Linked DNA regions of Podarcis muralis: region 2 is linked to region 1. The links are chromatin contacts, called in public Hi-C maps. All regions are on one chromosome and are shown on one strand. Each heading gives the region's core, a stretch centred on a gene start, on an enhancer-like site or on the middle of the called end of the contact. The rest is flanking DNA. Distances are from core to core; before and after follow the strand shown.

Evidence for each region. A called contact is a pair of places that touch in the nucleus more often than the background predicts.
Region 2: a contact with region 1 is called in a Hi-C map of tail, with 6 times the contacts expected there. The contact joins the promoter of DHX29 here to the promoter of SLC38A9 in region 1. A contact is called at or near these places in 3 of 3 Hi-C or Micro-C datasets (blood, tail and an unstated tissue).

The regions. Positions count from the first base shown.
Region 1 is chr11:44,060,045-44,063,520 of rPodMur119.hap1.1, forward strand. It overlaps SLC38A9 (solute carrier family 38 member 9), which reads left to right and starts at 1,821. Exons shown (of 14, transcript XM_077936378.1): 1 at 1,821-2,063.
Region 2 is chr11:44,255,485-44,258,960 of rPodMur119.hap1.1, forward strand. DHX29 (DExH-box helicase 29) reads left to right here and starts at 1,727. Exons shown (of 27, transcript XM_028748426.2): 1 at 1,727-2,061; 2 at 3,358-3,431. The coding sequence starts at 1,860. MTREX (Mtr4 exosome RNA helicase) reads right to left here and starts at 547. Exons shown (of 27, transcript XM_028749105.2): 1 at 385-547. The coding sequence starts at 512.

The sequences.
Region 1 (3,476 bases), core at 571-3,070:
GAAAAAAGGTGAGGTTTTAAAGTTCTTTTAATTTGTGAATGCTTCCTGTGCTAGAAGGTAGAGTCCTTAAGTAGGTTCTTTATCGGTAGGAGAAAATAACAGAGGCCAACCAGAGAATATTGAGAAGCAAAGCAGCTAGTAAACATAAACTTTATTAAACTGTTGCAACAGGGTCCCCTGCTCACCCCACACGGGAAGGGAGGAGAGGAACCTAGAACAATGGTATGAAAGCTCTTATATAAACATTTGAAAATTGCCTCCCTTGTAGCTCAAGACCACCCCCCAAAACATACATACATACATACATCACCTACAGCAGAAAACCTGTCTGACAGGATACCTAATAATGATCACTGATTGCTTTTACCTGGGCATCCTGGCCATTCCTTTGAGATGGTAAATACTTAGTTCCTGAATCCCATATGCATATTGATAGTCTGCTCAGCTTAACAGATACTTGCCAGACTGTATTTACAGGGAGGTGTAAGCCCCTACAATCCAAAGACAATTGGAAAGCTTTTCCCATTTCCTCCCTCCTTGCAGAGAAATATTTGAGGTGAATTTGGGAGAGTCAAAATGGCTTCAGGATTGTTTTCCTGTACTATTTCAGACACGTGGTTTATATACTTACCGGTATATATGAGACCTTAGAATTCCTATAACTATATTATGCCTATATCGCAAGGGTGGGAATTAACAGTGGCATATAAAAACCCTGCAACATAGTTTGGCATTGTCATCTCCTTATTGCAAGCTGAATGGGGTGGAGGCTGTGTCACATAAGAATAGCCTTGGAATATTCCAGTTTCTATCTTAATTTTTAAGATGGTGGGGGCACTGACAGATAGCTGCTTACATTAAATAGCTGTTTATGTAACAGAGTTTTTAATATCTTAGTGAAGATTGGGAGAGGGGATGCAATCATCTAGTATGGGGGGGGGGGTTGAAGTAGATAAGCTGACAACTGGGGTGGGTGTGGGTGGGGAGAGTCTTTTCAGAAATGTCCGACCTGTATAGGTGAAATACATCTCCGCAACCGGTCTCCAGTACAACCCTGCACATTTCCCACATTATCAGGATTTCTTTCAGTGTTGTAGATGCATTTGGGAGCCTTGTGGCACCTAACAGATTTCCTTGCGCAAGCTTTCGAGGATATCGCAGGCCACTTCCGTGGTGATGTCCCAACCTGTGTGTGTATGTCCGCAATTCACATTGCGTGTGTGTGTCAAACTTGGGTCTTTGATCCGGTTGAAATAAAGCCTAGCTTCGCCAGTGTCTCCTGAAATCACCGCACAGGCGGTACATGCATTGAAACCAGAGAACACGTCAGAAGAGGGTTTTTTAAAAAAAATATATATATATTTTTGCTGGTTGAGAAGGATAGAATACATTCAATTTTACAGTATATTAAACTTCATATAATTTGAACATAGGAACGGACCAGGCAAAATAAATGACCAATTTCTGAAGCAGAAATTACAATTTGGCTGGTGCCATTATGAAACTGCTGGCATTTTATCATGTTCTTAACATAATATTGCCTGTCTATTGATGTCAGAAGAGATTCTGTTCCAAAACAAGTCCAGATGGCACATCTGGCAAGTCACCTTTGTAAGGAAAGGACTGGAAAATGCTAATCACTGTATCTGCCATCTCCCTCTCAAAATGAACGGGTTGCACACGCTTCGCACCTTACACAGGCGCGCCGCCCTGCGCTTCCACCCCTCCTAGCGGTGGGAAATAAGAGACCTTAAACTCGGAAAGGGAAGCTGGCGTGTGTCACTCTTGAGATGTTATATCTCTGCGGCTGGCTGGCTTAGCTCTATGGGCGCAGAGTGGGAGCCGCTCTATGTCGACATCTCTATGGTGGATCCCATGCTTCGGATCCCGTTCGTTTGTATGGCGGATGTGCCGATGGAGGACTGAGGGAGTCCGCTCTATCGGTGCTGAGAGCAGCAAAAGTTCTTCCTGTTTACAGCTTTCGACTGGAAATGACTCAAGCGAGGCAGCAGCCTCGTACCGGTGAATGGTGGCAGACTGAGATCAGGCGGAGCGGAGTCCAGGTACAGAATCTGCATTAGATTTCATTTAAACTTGTGTTAAATATATATATAATAATAACACACACACCCCGATCACCAGCCTTTAGACTGCAGTCCCTGTGCATCCTTACCTAGGAGCAAGGTCCGCGGAACTCAGCGAGACTTGCTACTGAGTAAGAGCGCGAAGGGGTCAGTTGCTCGTGTGATCAAGTGCCTGCTCTAATATAGCAGACATTTGCAAATAAATGTGTTATCGGTTGTCAGAAGAAGGCAACGGCGTCATTTAGCTAGAGAAAACAGGAGTCCGTCTCTTTCTTGCTCTCTCCTCAGTCAGATCTCAAGTTAAAAGAGATCTGCGGGATTTTGGTAGCGCAACAGAGGTTTTTTTTAAAATCGCTCCTTTATTTGTATGGGTGAAGGAAAAGAATCCAAGTTTGAAATCTCAAGTTCTGTTTGTGGTAAATGCTCCGCAGTAGCGACAACGTCAGCCTGTTGGCGCTGATGAGATTTAAAGTTTTATCAAGGGAACTGAAAACTCTGCCTATGGTGTAGCCAGAAGTAAAGAATTTTTAACTCCCACTAATTTCGGGAGAATGTTAAATATATCCCACGCTGCCCCATTGAAATAAATGGAACTTGAGCATCTTTTGTTTGGATAATCGTCCTTTAACAAGGCTGGTTTGATTCTTCTCGCTGCCAGTTCCTTAGATGCTTTACCCCACTGCAGGGTCTTTGTACCCAGAAATAAGCTTTGGGAACCCCCAGATCTTCAACTGCTGCCTCTCTGCATGTTTTGGGGAACAAAACTCCATATGAGGGTCTTCATGCCTGAAATGCATTGTAAGGAATAGGTTTTAAAAGCTTTGGCACATGGGAAATGTGGCCCTCTGTCCACCCCCCCCACCCCAAAAAAGCTGAGAGATCTTTTAGGGACAGTCTTCCAGCCAAGGGAATAGATGATCTGGGCAGGGGTAAGCATTTGTTTTTGGTCAAAGGCTACATTATATCAAGAGTAATCTGGCTCCTACAGATTAGAATTTCTGATTCTATGCAGGTTTGCTCAGAATTAAACCCTATTGTGCTTGATGAGGTTACACTCAAGTAAACAGAGAATTTTGTTTAAAATATATACAAAAAAGCAGAGCAGCTACTGTTCTGGAAATCAAATAAAAATAATTCCATGTTGTCTTTAGTGTGTTGCACATACAGATTATTAATTTATGAAAATAATCATGAATCACCTTTCACTCCAGAAGGGGGCACCAAGGTAATTTAAAATTTACAGAAGCCTACCCATTTGTTTTCAGACACCTATTGGTTTGGAGGGATATTTCTCCCAAAGCCATACAACTATGGAAAGAGTGTTTTTAAAATATTTTAATCAAATAAAATACTGTTATCTCCAATTGTTCTGAAGCTATATAGAAAGAGAAC
Region 2 (3,476 bases), core at 477-2,976, 200 kb after region 1:
GCGCCATCATATATCTTTAGGCGCCAGGCAAAAGCTTCCCTCTATAACCAGGCCTGTGGCCTTTTAGAAATTTGTGGGATATTTTTAATGTATTTCTTCCCCCCGCCCCCCGGCTGTAATGTATGGATGTGGGGTTTGTTTCTAAGTCGCTTTGGGGTGATGTGTGGTGCTCCCAAAACTTTATCCAGTTTGCAAAGAAAGTTAGCGATCCCCTATCACGGAGTAACGTTTAACAGGAACAGGGAACGGCAGCCTCCTCCTCTAGTTGTCTCTCAGGAGACTTCGAGGGCGTCCAACAACGCGCGAAACGGCACCCATCTCCATAGGGACGGTCGAACTTCGCCCTTCCGCCTCTCCTTCTCAATCTCTCCCCTGGGTCCTCACCCGGCCTTGCCTACAGCAGCGGCAGCGGCAGTCGCCTCAGCTGCCCCCTTCGCCTTCTTCGAGCCGGAAGCGGCGGCAGGTTCTTCTTCGAACACGCTGAACAGCTCGTCCCCAAAGGCGTCCGCCATCTTTCCCACTCCCCGGCAAACACACGCGAGAGGCACTCCCGCCACGCACCGCGCGCAGGACGATAGCGTCGTGCGCCCTAGAGCGGCCTTTTAGGCTGAACTTTCGGCGGACGTTGAAAGGGGCCCCCTGATCCTCAGAGATAAAAAAAATTGAGACACGCAGGGCAGCTTGAAGGGAGCTGCGTTATTCTGTTACACCAAAAGCAACAGAAAGGGGGTTTTTTTACGCCTTTTAATTTATACCTAAAGGGTATAAATAATAAAAGTATTAATATTATTTTATTTGGCTACATTTGCACACATTCTTATCTCTAGCTGAACTGTCACCGTCTGCCCTTCTTGCCTGGGGTTGCCTAAAGTATACCTTTAAAGCACATTTTAAACACAACCCATGAAAGAATTATGGGCACTGCAGCTGAGAAGCTGGGAACTGTATTAAGTGAAGGGTTGCTGAGAATTATAGCTCTATGAGGAGGCAAACAACAGTACGCAGATACTTTTGAGCGAAAAAATGGGCTTCGAATATACTGTATGGCGTTGTTGCTCAGCCTTATTCATTTTCCTTGCACGCCTCTGTTTAACACCACGACCACCTTTAAATCCAGTGGGGATAGGATCACAACTACTTTAGAATGTCTCCGTTTATTTCTACGAGCAGCTCTCCCATTCCGCCTCGCGGGACATTTAAAAATATTACAGTATTTCCATAGCTGTCAACCTTCCCTTTTTTTGCGGGAAATTCCCTTATTCCAGCGCCGTTTCCCACTGCTTCCCGCTGCTATCCCGGATTGTTAGATATCCCGTAGACTGTCCCCGGGACAGGTGATGCTGCTGATCCCTTATTTTCAAATCTGGAAGTTGACAGCTATGAATATTTCTTCTTTTTATGTCCAAGTTAACTTCCACCTTTCTTCCCCCAAGGGATCCTAGTGCGGCTCCCAATAAGAACCACGTTACAAGAACTGCGACACGTTGCACAAAACAATTAAAAATCAGCTGAGAACCAGAGAACCGCCTTACAACGACTCTTCACTTTTTATGTCTCTGTGCGCGTAGAGACAGAAAAGTGTTGTTGGTGGGGTTTTTTTTAAAGCGGAAGAGGAGCTGGGAAGGTGGGGAAGAGAGCAACCGGAAGTTCTCTTAGAAAACGGCAGGAAGTGGCGTGCGCCTTTGGGCGGAAGTGCCCGTAAACACGAGTCAAAAGCTTAGGACGTGCCCGTAGCTGCCTGCGGCCCAATCAGAGCGGCTGCCCCTGCGGGAGGCTTGCCGAGCCCGGATGCCAGCGGAGCCGGCGCGAGGTCTTTGTGCGGGTTCCGCGGCGGAGAGGGGCGCGCGCGGGCGTCGGGCATGGGCGGCAAGAACAAAAAGCACAAGGGCGGCAGCGGCGCCGCGGGGGCTGGGGCGGTCCATCCCGCCGCGGTAGCCGCAGCCCGGGCCAAAGCGGTGGGCGCCGGCGCGACCGAGTCCGGAGCCGCCGGCGAAGCTGCCGGCAAGAGAACCTCGGCGCCCCGCCCGAGCCCCGCTGGCAAGGACCCGCGCCTGAAGCAAGGTACCGCCGGGGGAACCGCCGGGTGCAGGGATCTCCGCACGCCTGCTCGGAAGCCAGCCCCACCGGCCTCCATAGGACTTACTCCCGCGTTGCGTGTCGTGTAGGATTTCAGTGGGCATCCATTAAGCTTTCGCTCTGCTCGTTTAAGGCAGAAATCCGACAGGTGAAGCGCTTTCCGTTGCTGCCTCCCCAGGCTGCAAGGAAGGTTGGGACGAGCCGCGATGGCTACTGTTCTCCCTCCGCTGCCTCTGAAGGCTGGTTGCTGGGAGTCACAAATGGGGAGATTGCTGTGGGGCTTGGGTCCCTCCTGAGAGCTTCCCCAAGGAGCTTGTTTGGCCGTTGTGAGGATGAAATGCTGGACCAGATCGGTCTTGAGCCTGATCATCTTACCATATTGCTTCTTGTAACCTGATTTTATACTAAGGATGCAGGCCATGTTTGAAAGCCCATATGTTTGGATTGCTGTCATGAGCTGTAGGTGGAGCTGCCACTGAAAAGTGCTCAGAAACTTCAGCAGGGCGCAAAGAACAGCAGTTGGGTGGTTGATCCAGGCTGGTCCTAGGGAGCAGGTGGCTTCCTTTTTAACAACAGCTCCACTAGCTACGGGTCTGACTCCAGGCACAGTTCAAAGTGCCTATACAGCAACCGAGATCCGGGCTATCTGAAATACCACATTCCCACATACAAACCTGCCCAGGTTTTGAGATCTTTAGGGAAGGTCCTTCTCTCTGTCCCACCACCCACACAGGCACGCTTGGTAGGGTAATGGAAGAGGGCCTTCTTGGTAGATGCTCCCAGATTCTGGCTCCCTCTCTGTTATCCTTCCACCAGCAGGTGAAAACCTTCTTATTCCAACAGGTTTTGGGGAAGTGACTGCTTTTAATAAAAGGGTTGGTGCTTTGCTGTTTTTATTATAATTATCTATGTTTTTAATCATATACATTAGTTTTACTTACGTTAATGTTTTCTAATGATTCGTGGAAAAGCTGGAGTATAAAGAAATATATAATAATTATAATAATTAATTACCCATGTAAGCTTTCCATATGTGATTCTAGCCATGTTTAAGCTTCATGTCTGCTAGACTATTCATGTGTTGTTGGCATTATGTCAATGATATTTCTGCCCATGCCATTGCTTGCTTGTGCTCTAACTCCAGCATGGTCTAGTATATGTAAAAGGAGTACACTGATAACAAACAAGTATTCCGGTTACTTATATCAGGAACGCAGTGTTTTGACTGTCAGTTTTGCCTCTGTATGATATTACTCAAATAATTTTTGTTTGGCTACACAGGTCCAAAAACCTACAGCTTTGGTTCATCATCTGACTCTGGTGCTTCTGCAAATGCAGATAAATCTATTCTTAAGGTAAGGGCATCTGTTAGAAGGAAAAGACTCATGTTTTGTTATGTT